Regions from separate parts of the Sus scrofa genome. Here region 1 is linked to region 2. Evidence: chromatin contacts called from public Hi-C data. All regions are on one chromosome and are shown on one strand. The core of a region is the stretch at or near the end of the contact, and the rest is flanking DNA. Distances in the headings are between cores, read along the strand shown. Region 1 overlaps RFFL (E3 ubiquitin-protein ligase rififylin). Region 2 holds the start of RAD51D (DNA repair protein RAD51 homolog 4).

Region 1 (5,051 bases), core at 467-2,966, 75 kb after region 2:
AGGCTCTGTCTTCTCTGGTCACTCCCTCCCCAACACTGCACAAACCTCCGTTAAAGCACTGATTACCCTGAAATTTCAGTTTTTGGTTTCACATTTTTAGTTCTTCTGTTAGACCATGGATCCCATGAGGGTAGGCGTTCAACCATGCTTACCTAGAACTGGAAAGAGCAAGGCGTTGGCTTCTCTAAAGAGATTCGTGCATGAGTGAGTGGAGATTTCCAGAGGAGTTAGTGAACCACCCACAGCCTTGTTCAAGGCCGCTCTGCTACTCCCCTTCCCCACCTCATTCAGTTCATTGACACATCCTGCTCCTTCTGTCAGAGATCTGTCTGTCCGTGTTTAGGACAAGCTCAGAAAGCCAAATGGTAATTGTGGTGCAATCTCTAGGTTTACATTTTACCTGTGCCTTCCTGGAGAAATTGCAGGGAAGGCATTGTGATAATGCCAGTAGCAACAGCCAAGATTTAATGAGTGTTTTACTGCCCAGAGAATGTCCAGATGAGAAAAACGAAGGATAGAAAGGCTACGATTTGTTAGAGGCAGGCGATCACCCAGGTCTTCTGAGTCCAGGTCCTCTCTTGTTTGTATTATTACCCACTGTTTCAGAGGCTTTGATCAAGAGATGATTTAGGAGTTCCCGTCGTGGCTCATGAGGTTGTGGGTTTGATCCCTGGCCTCGCTCAGTGGGTTAAGAATCCGGTGTTGCCATGAGCTATGGTGTAGGCCACAGACGTGGCTTGGATCCCGAGTTGCTGTGGTTGTGGTGTAGGCCGGTGGCTACAGCTCCAGTTAGACCCCTAGCCTGGGAACCTCCATATGCCGCAGATACAGCCCTAGAAAAGTCAAAAAAAAAAAAAAAAAAAAAAAAAAGATTTTAAGAGTTACAGGAGTTATGGTCGTGGCTCAGCAGAAAGGAATCTGACTGGCATCCATGAGGATCCAGGTCCAATCCCTGACCTCGCTCAGTGGGTTAAGGATCTGGCGTTGCTGTGAGCTGTGGTGTAGGTCACAGACATGGTTTGGATCTGGCGTTGCTGCGGCTGTGGTACAGGCCAGCAACTCCAGCTCCAGTTTGACCCCTAGCCTGGGAACCTCCATATACACAGGTGTAGCTCCCCCCGCAAAAAAAAAAAGACAAAAAAAAAAATTACAAAATTCCTCTTTCAGAGGGCTACTCTTCTGCTGTTGCCTCCAGTCTTTTGCCAACAAATAACTCAATTATTATTATGATTTTGGTTTGCACCCACAGCACGTCCAGGGATCAAACCTGAGTCACACCAGTAGTAACCAGAGCCACAGCAGTGACAATGCTGATCCTTAACCCACTGAGTCACCAGGGAGCTCTATACATTCTTTTTTATTTTCTTTTCCGTTATGATGTATCTCAGGATATTGACTATAGATCCCTGTGCTATACAGTAGGACCTTGTTGATACTAACTCGGTTATTTAACTGCTCTTGGCTTCTTTATTTCATGTGAATTTGTAAGGCAGATTAGATCTTTGTTTTCTGGGAATTTAAAGTCTTCAGACAAGTAGTAGTGAGTCAGGGAGAAATGTTTTTGATGTGTAGGAAACGGAGCAAATGTGTAGTTAGTTAAGCTTTAAATATTGTGTGTGATTCACTCGTTCAGTCGTCCTCATTGAGCCACCCGTCTGGACACTGTGACTGTCATGGTCCCTGCTCTCCTGAGGTCAGAGGGAAGCAGGCGAGACAAGTGTGAATCGGACTCGCCTGTGAAAGTGAATGCGCTGTCTCAGGTTGCATTGGAGGCAGTGTTGGGAAGCTAGAAAGGCCCTGGAGTAATCTAGAGCCGTAGGTTAGAGCTGCCTGAACCAGGAAGTTCCTGCCCCCATCTGGGCCTCTTTATTTTCCTCTCAAAAAATAACCGAGGGTGAAAGCAGTTGGCTTCTTAGTTCCTTCGCGCTTACTAGATCTTTGAACTGTGGTCTAACAAAGGCACTTTGAATGAGTCAGGAGACAGAGCAAAAAGTACCGTTCTTTTGTGTGGCCTGATGACTGAGTAACACACTGAATGTTTCATTTATTATCTCTGTGAGCAGAGTTCAGGTTCAAAATGTCCATGCTGACTGCTTGGCCTACCAAGGAAAGCACGTCTTAACTGTATCACTGCAGCCCCCCGGCATTTTAGTGGACGCCCTCAAAACCTTTCATTTATTCTGACATTTGAGAGATTGGCTCGCCTTTGTCCTGTGATCTCAAAAGATCATCAACCCCCTCGTCCCTAATTCTTGTATTTGATGTGTAAAATGGGGGTAACAACCCCAAACCCACAGAGGTACCGATTCAGCAAGGAAGCCAACATTTGTGGAGCGTCTGCTGTGTCCACGACACGGCTGGGCACGGAACAGGCATACATAAGAAGTGGTCCCTGGAGTTGCTGCTGTGGTTCAGCGGTTATGAAACCCAACTAGTATCCATGAGGACGGGGGTTCGATCCCTGGCCTCGCACTCAGTGGGTCAGGGACCCGGCATTGCCGTGAGTTGCGGTGTAGGTCGCAGATGTGGCTCAGATCCCACGTTGCTGGGGCTGTGGTGCAGGCTGGCAGCTGTAGCTCCGATTAGATCCCTAGCCTGGGGACCTCCATATGCTGCAAGTATGGCCCTAAAAAGACAAAAAAATAAAAAAGAAGTGGTCCCTGCCTTCAAGGAGTGTACGGTTTAGTGGGAGGAAAAAAGCCTAACTGTTACCGGTGCCGTGGTGGAAGTTTCTGTAGGGTCAGAGGTGCAGATGTCAGAGCTCTGCTGGCTGCTGGGAGGCGAGGTCAGGAGGGCAGAGCACACCCAGCACAGACAGGGAAGATAACGTTAGGTTTAGAGGCCGAAGGACCGGGTTCTCAGAATCTCACTTCTCTGTATATTGGCTCTGTGACCTTGCTTCTTGAGCCTGGGTTGCCTCATCTGAAGAAATAATAACCCCTTCATCCCACGGTCAGCGTGCGTGTGGAATTGTACACATGTGTCAGCACGCACGCACATGCCTGTTTGATCCAGTTCTGTCGGTCTGAGCTCTAGGGGCGAGGTCAAGTTCCTGAGCACCGTGGCTCTTAGGCCAGTCCTAATTGCGAAGACAAGAGGGTTTATTTGAGGTAGAGATCTCAGATTAGGCACAGACAGGCAGCAGCAGCAAGCTTTCAAAAGTAGGTAGCGTGCAGCTCTGTCCTGGCCGATCAGGTCCGGGCTCACCTCTTGTCTGTCACAGCCAGTGTGGTGGTGCAGGAGGCGGGAAGAAACCTGTGGCCCCTGAAAACCCGACCTCACCTCGACCCTGGAGCAGGTGTGTGGGTCGATAGCCCTGCTCACCCGTGCCCTGGGGAGCAGGAGCGCCTGAGGTGTGTCTTCACTCTGACCTTTCCCCCTTTCTCCCTTGCACCAGATTTTATCATGTGGGCAACCTGCTGCAACTGGTTCTGCCTGGATGGACAGCCTGAGGAGGCCCCACCGCCCCAGGGAGCCAGGACGCAGGCCTATTCCAACCCTGGGTACAGCTCCTTCCCCTCCCCGACGGGCTCGGAACCAAGCTGCAAGGCCTGTGGGGCCCACTTCGCCAGCATGTCCAGGAAGGTGAGTGGCGGCCACTGTGGCCCCAGGCCCTTGGTCACGTCTGCTGACCCTTCTCTAGGGCCTGCCCCGGCCTTTGCCAGTGGCAGCCCAGACCCGTGCTTTCACAAAAGCCTCATCAAGCAAAAGCAAAGCATCCCAGCATAGATTTGGATTCAGACAGCAGCTTGGCCTTCCTAGCTGTTTGATTTAACCTGTGTTGAGATCCACTTTCCCATCTATAAAGCTCCCATCTCAGAGCGTTGTGGGAGTAAGATGGCTAATCTGCCAGGGTCCCCGGCGTGGTGCCCGGAGGGCAGTGGGCCCTCGACGTTACTCCTTCATTAGCTGCCGTTGTCGAAAGCCTGGCTGCAGATTAACTTGTTCTTCTTGAAAGATGTCCTTGACATCTCAGGGGCCTCAGGACCCTACCAAGGTGAAGGCTGGAGCTTATTTACTGTAGCCATTTCATTTGAAGCGCTCGGCAGCCGCATTTCCCGGGTCAGCGAGCAGGCGGTCACGGCCTTGGCTGGGTGATGCGGGGCGAGGTGTGGCCTGGCCTGGAAAAAGCACCAGTGCATCCGTCTTTTGCAGAATGAGAGGTGTGCAGCCCGGACTGTGTTGTTAAAATGATGGTAATGGGAAATCGGAGAGGAAAAATACGTTCTAAACCATCTGCTCTATGCCAGGGACCAGTTTGAGCAATGTATAGAGTTTCTGTTTCATTTAATCCTCACAATAACTCTGTAAGGTTGGTTTTAAGGTCCCCAACCTCCTGTTCTACACATGAGAGAGTAAAGTTTAACAGTTAAAAAGGAAACTGTAACTGTCAAGCTCCCGTCAGCCCCGAAGACATTTAAATACCCCTTCTCCCTCTGCTTAGGGAGCGCCCCAAGATCACGCGGTGATTCAGAGGCAGAGCTAGGATTCCCACATAGGGCTTTGACTCTCAGGCTCTCTCCCAGGAGACAGCAGGTCTGCAGCTTAGAGCGCTGACTGCCCGTCCCTTGACCCTGTAGGATGGTGGAGGATTGGCACTTGGCCTTGTAGGTTGTGTTTTTGCCTACACTACATTGCAGGGAAGGCGGGCACGTAGCCAAGCTTTGTTTTGATTTGCTCGGCTACCCCCCGTCACTGAGAACTCAACCAGAGAGGCTGCTGCAGCCAGGGGGTTGTGGCCGGTGGGCAGAGGTAGTACCCTCCACTCCGCTTAGTGTTTTGACTGAAAGCTGAAGTCCATGGATTAAGACGGAAGGGCAGAGTCAGAGGAACTTGGCCCCACGTGGCCTCAGTCCTGCGGGTGATGGAGGCGGTGGTGGAGTTAGGATCTGAGATGAGGCGAAAGGAGGGCTCTTGGGTCCTGGTCACATGCCTGGCACTGAGCTTGGCATTTCAAATGCGTTAGCTCATTAAATCCTTACGACAGCCTGTGAAATATGTACTGTTATTTGTTGCCATTTACAGATGAAGAAATTGTTCTCTTTATCTAA
Region 2 (4,667 bases), core at 1,144-3,643:
GTTGTGGGTTCGATCCCTGCCCTTGCTCAGTGGGTTAATGATCCAGCGTTGCCGTGAGCTGTGATGTAGGTTGCAGATGAGGCTCGGATCCCGAGTTGCTGTGGCTCTTGGCGTAGGGTGGTGGCTATGGCTCCGATTTGACCACTAGTCTGGGAACCTCCATGTGCTTCGGGAGTGGCCCTAGAAAAGACAAAAAAAAAAAAAAAAAAAGAATTTTGTGAAATGAAATCAGGGAAACCCAGAATCACTGCAGAGGTCCAGTAAACCTCAGTCTGAAGACAGGCAGGCCACGGGGGCTGGTGGGGCCATAACCAGGCAGGTGAAGGCACAATAAGAAAGATGGAGGGAGCAAAGCCAGTGGGAATTGAGGGGGCAGAGGTGTCACTGGCGGTGAAGACAAAGCAGAATGACCATCAGCAAATCTGACTAATCCCAGGGGGCCTCCAAGAATTGTGTGGGGTCAGAAATCCATAGCCCACCCTGCTGTTCCGGGGGAGGGGGGGTCTCAACTGTGTTAATCAAGGAAGTACCGCCTCTTCAAGCCCCTCTCCACCCCACCCCCCAGCGCCAGCCTTAGAAAGGAGAAAAGGACCAGACTTGTGTCTTACGGTAGATTGATGGCATCCTCTCCAAGAAGTTAAGCAAACTTCCCCTGGAGGAAAGTGGGAGCCCTTTGGTAGTGACGGTCCTGTTCATAGACTTGGGGTTTGGAAAGGCCTTCGGCATGTGATGGAGCGCGTTCAGGACATTGAGTGTTTCCTTCCTCAGCAAGGCCTCCTCCCCATCTCCTACTTTGTAGAGTGTCTCTGACGCCATTGAGTTGGTTTGGGACCAGCCGTCACCATGCAGGACAACCAGGCTGACAGGAAGCAGAGAGAAACTGGACGCAGCAGACACACCCTTAGTTTGGGTGGGAGGAGGTGCAATCGGCTGACTTCATAATGATCACAGTGTAACAATTAGGGGCCAGCCCCCCCTTGATCTGAGGCTCCTGCTGCAGGGGGGTAGCAGGCAGTGTCAGAGTGGGGAGACCGAGGAACAGACCGCACTGCTCCTTGGGCCCCTTCCAGCTCTGAGCAGCCTCGCCCTTCTCTGAAGATCTCAAAACGTTTCCTGCCTGTGCCCTTGGGACCTGCCCAGGGAAGGAGATGGATGGTGAGACAGAGGCACCTGGGCATGAAAGGAGGCTGGTGATACTGGAATGGGACTCGGGGAGTGACTTTGTCTACAGGCTCTATATCCAGAAATCCTAGGCAGCAAACCTCATATGTCTTAGCTGTGCAGGCACAGGAAAAACCCAGATGGTTCATAGCTCACATATACCCAGGTTTACTGCTAAAACTCTAAATTCTACTGAGCCCTCACCCCAGTGTCATCACGTCTTGAGGGATAGTGGGTGCTTTCAGAGGCAGACAGAAATGGGCCAGATGTTTCTGTTCTCAATGAAACCACTTCACAGTAGGGAAACATATACACAACTTGGGGGTGGGGAGGGGGCGCTGTTAAAACAGCACTGGCTTTGCACCGAAATATAAATTCGTCTGCTCCAAGTCCAGCTCTGTCCTTACAGGCTGTGAAACCTTTGGCAAGTGACTTTACTGCACTGAGCCTCAGTTTCCTCGTCTGTAAAATAGGGGTAAATACAGAACCTACCTCACTGGATTGTAAGAGGATAACCTTGTAAAGTTGTTTTCTCTCTTCCAGAGGGTAAGGTTAAGAAAAGATCTTTCAAAATACCAAATCACATGGTGTTCCCATCGTGGCGCAGTGGTTAACGAATCCGACTAGGAACCATGAGGTTGCAGGTTTGATCCGTGGCCTTGCTCAGTGGGTTAAGGATGTGGTGTTGCCGTGAGCTGTGGTGTAGGTTGCAGATGGGGCTCGGATCCCGCGTGGCTGTGGCTGTGGAGCGGGCTGGTGGCTACAGCTCCAATTAGACCCTTAGCCTGGGAACCTCCATATGCCATGGGAGCGGCCCTAGAAAAGACCAAAAAAAAAAAAAAAAAAAAAAAAAGTGTGTGTGTGTGTTCTATATACTCAGGGTTTTTACTGTTGATCATTCAAAATTACTTTTATTTGGAAAACAGAAGCAGATGTCCTCTCTGCGCGCTGCTGCTTTCAAGCACCTATCAGACGACTGCTGAGGATCTGATTAGATTCTTTGTCACTGTCTTCCCTCACCAACAGGTAGGTCCCTGAGAGTAGGGATGGTGGGTCCCATCCAACGTTCTGGACCAGCGTTCATTATGGAAAGTGGCACCAGGGAGGCTGGCGAGGAGGCGTGATGGGGAAAAGGCAGGGGACCCAACTTCGTGCCGCCCACGCGGGGCCGCGGGAGCCCTCCCGTCCGCCCGGCGGTCGGCAGGTGGCGCCGCAGGCCAGGCCCTGGAGCCTGGAAACCGGAAGCGGCGGCGGGGCCGGGCAGGCAGGCTCCTGGGCGCGGGAGACCAGGCAGGGTCCACACCCTGTGCGCCGCCTCCTCCCGACGCCAGCCCCCAGCGTTTGGTCCGGAAGGGGGTGCTGCGGGGTGTCTGGAGAGGGCCTCGCGGATGCCCCCAGGACCAGCGGCCCCGGGGCCTCCAGGGAACATGGGCGTGCTTCGGGCCGGACTGTGCCCCGGCCTCACTCAGGACATGGTCCAGCTTCTGCAGAGCCGCGGGATCAAGACAGGTGACCGTGGGCGCGCGCCTGTGCGGGCCACATGGCTGGGCCCAGCGCGGAGGCTGGCCCCGGCCCTGGCCCACTGGGTGGGGCCCCTCCCCTGCCTCCGACGCCCACAGCCTTCTGGCAGAGCTTGGGAGGGTGGGACTGGGCAAGCCCCGCTCCAGGAGGGCTAGAACCCCCCACTGTGGGCTAGGCGCCGCGCCAGCCCCCGCGGCTCCGCTAGTTCGCGTAGGCGAGGAAAAGTCACGGGCGGGAGTCTGGGGCCTCCCTTGCGCGCATCAACCCCGCGTGTTTTGTTTTCAGTGGTGGACCTGGTTTCTGCAGACTTGGAGGAGGTAGCCCAGAAATGTGGTTTGTCTTATAAGGTGAGCTGGCGATCTCCACACTCCAACATGGGTGTCTCTAAATGCCCATCCCCGAGCAGAGTGTCCCCAGAGATTGATAAGGGGGGGGCTAGGAGACCCTGGATGGCCCCCTCCCTTGGCGGGTCGCTGCCGCACACTCCCGGCTGCTCCGGCAGCTTCCTGAGTTGCCCCGCCCCTTCCGCAGGCCCTGGTCGCCCTGAGGCGGGTGCTGCTGGCTCAGTTCTCCGCTTTTCCCTGCAATGGCGCTGATCTCTACGAGGAACTGAAGACGTCCACGGCCATCCTGTCCACCGGCATTAGAAGGTTTGTGTGTGTGTAGCTGGGGCAGAAGGCGAGAGGCCAGAGGCTCTGGCTGGGCTTTTGATGCTTGAGAAAGAGCAGGCTGCTTCAGCTGTGGTTGAAGGAGACACGGGAGGGGGGTCAGGATTTCTGAGTTATCTTACCCTGTACAGAGTTTCTCTGACTCCTAACCACTTAGGATGCATAATTTTGGGGGTGGCTGTCTTGTGCATATAGTAGGATGTCTGGCAGCATCCCTGGCCTCCACCCCAGTAGATGCCAGTTACACCCCTCTCCTTCATAGGTCATGACTATCAAAAATGGCTCTAGCTGTTGCCAAATGACCCTGGGGGCCAAAATTGCTACTGGTTGAGAATCACTGTCCTGTAACACAAGATGTCAGCACTTCCACAGATATTATTCCACAGATCAGAGCAACTTTTCTCTGGCCCTTTCTGCCCTTTCACTTAAGGATGGGGCAGGGAGTTCCCCTTGTAGCTCACTGGGTTAAGAACCTGAGGTGGGTTAAGTATCCATAAGGATGCATGTTTGATCCTTGGTCTTGCTGAGTGGCTTAAAGATCTGACATTGCTGTGAGCTGTGTAGGTCACAGACGGGTCTTGGATCTGGTGTTGCTGCGGCTGTGGTGTAGGCTGGCGGCAGCAGCTCCAATTTGACCCCTAGCCTGCGAACTTTCATATGCTGCGGGCACAGCCCCAAAAAGAAAAAAAACGATGGGGCAAGAGAGCACAACTGAATACCATTTATTTGAGTGCCTACTATATACCAGCCAGGGCTCCAGCCCTGGCGCACTTGATCCAGAACCTGGTTCTTTCGCTGTACTCTGCAGCAGGAAGGGACAGGAGTGATTTATGTTCTGCTGTGCAGTTTGGAGAGGGAACGCGTTGGAAGAAAACAGGCGGCTTCTGGCCAAGGAAGGCTGACCTCTTTCCTGGCCTGTTTGTACAGAATTTGATAAAGAGCACTGCCACCACCAAGGTCTTTGGATTGGTTTGGCCTTTGCTCTTTCCCGTGCATGTCCTCTTGGCAAGGTTCATATAGCATGGCGCCTGCTTTCTGCAGCTGGGGGTCCAGGTCTGTCATTCATCAAGCACTGGCCAAGTGCCTATAGGTGACAGATGTATGCCAATGATACGAATATGCGTGAGGCAAGGCCCTCGCACTTAAGGAGTGTGGGGTCTGGTGGGTAGAGAAAAGCAAGGGACAGAAGAGAGGGGTGTGGGCACGTGTGTGTTGGGGGTGGTGACTAACAGGGAGCAGCCTTGGCCTTTGGGAATTTATAAAACCAGCCCAGGCATTCCCACTGTGGTGCCACAGGACCAGCAGCATCTTGGGAGC

The links. Hi-C and Micro-C count contacts between places; a contact is called where the count stands out from the background.
Region 1: a contact with region 2 is called in a Hi-C map of liver, with 2.4 times the contacts expected there. The contact joins the enhancer-like site here to the promoter of RAD51D in region 2. A contact is called at or near these places in 1 of 5 promoter capture datasets (fetal liver), 4 of 47 Hi-C or Micro-C datasets (embryonic fibroblasts, epiblast stem cells, liver and 1 more) and 1 of 2 datasets of contacts at active chromatin or transcription factors (alveolar macrophages).

Annotation. Positions count from the first base shown.
Region 1 is chr12:40,126,970-40,132,020 of Sscrofa11.1, forward strand. RFFL (E3 ubiquitin-protein ligase rififylin) reads left to right here. Exons shown (of 6, transcript XM_013981148.2): 2 at 3,398-3,585. The coding sequence starts at 3,406. Among named protein-coding and RNA genes, the nearest start is that of TRNAG-GCC, 22 kb to the left of the region's middle. Within about 2 kb of position 1,717, at least 23 of the 83 cell types and tissues checked have an H3K27ac peak or open chromatin away from gene starts, as enhancers often do. A contact at or near this core is called in alveolar macrophages, fetal liver and liver, where this site is marked.
Region 2 is chr12:40,051,782-40,056,448 of Sscrofa11.1, forward strand. It overlaps RAD51D (DNA repair protein RAD51 homolog 4), which reads left to right and starts at 2,394. Exons shown (of 10, transcript XR_002337232.1): 1 at 2,394-2,670; 2 at 2,968-3,029; 3 at 3,214-3,332. It overlaps FNDC8 (fibronectin type III domain-containing protein 8), which reads right to left and starts at 856. Exons shown (of 5, transcript XM_003358154.4): 1 at 630-856; 2 at 609-627. The coding sequence starts at 816.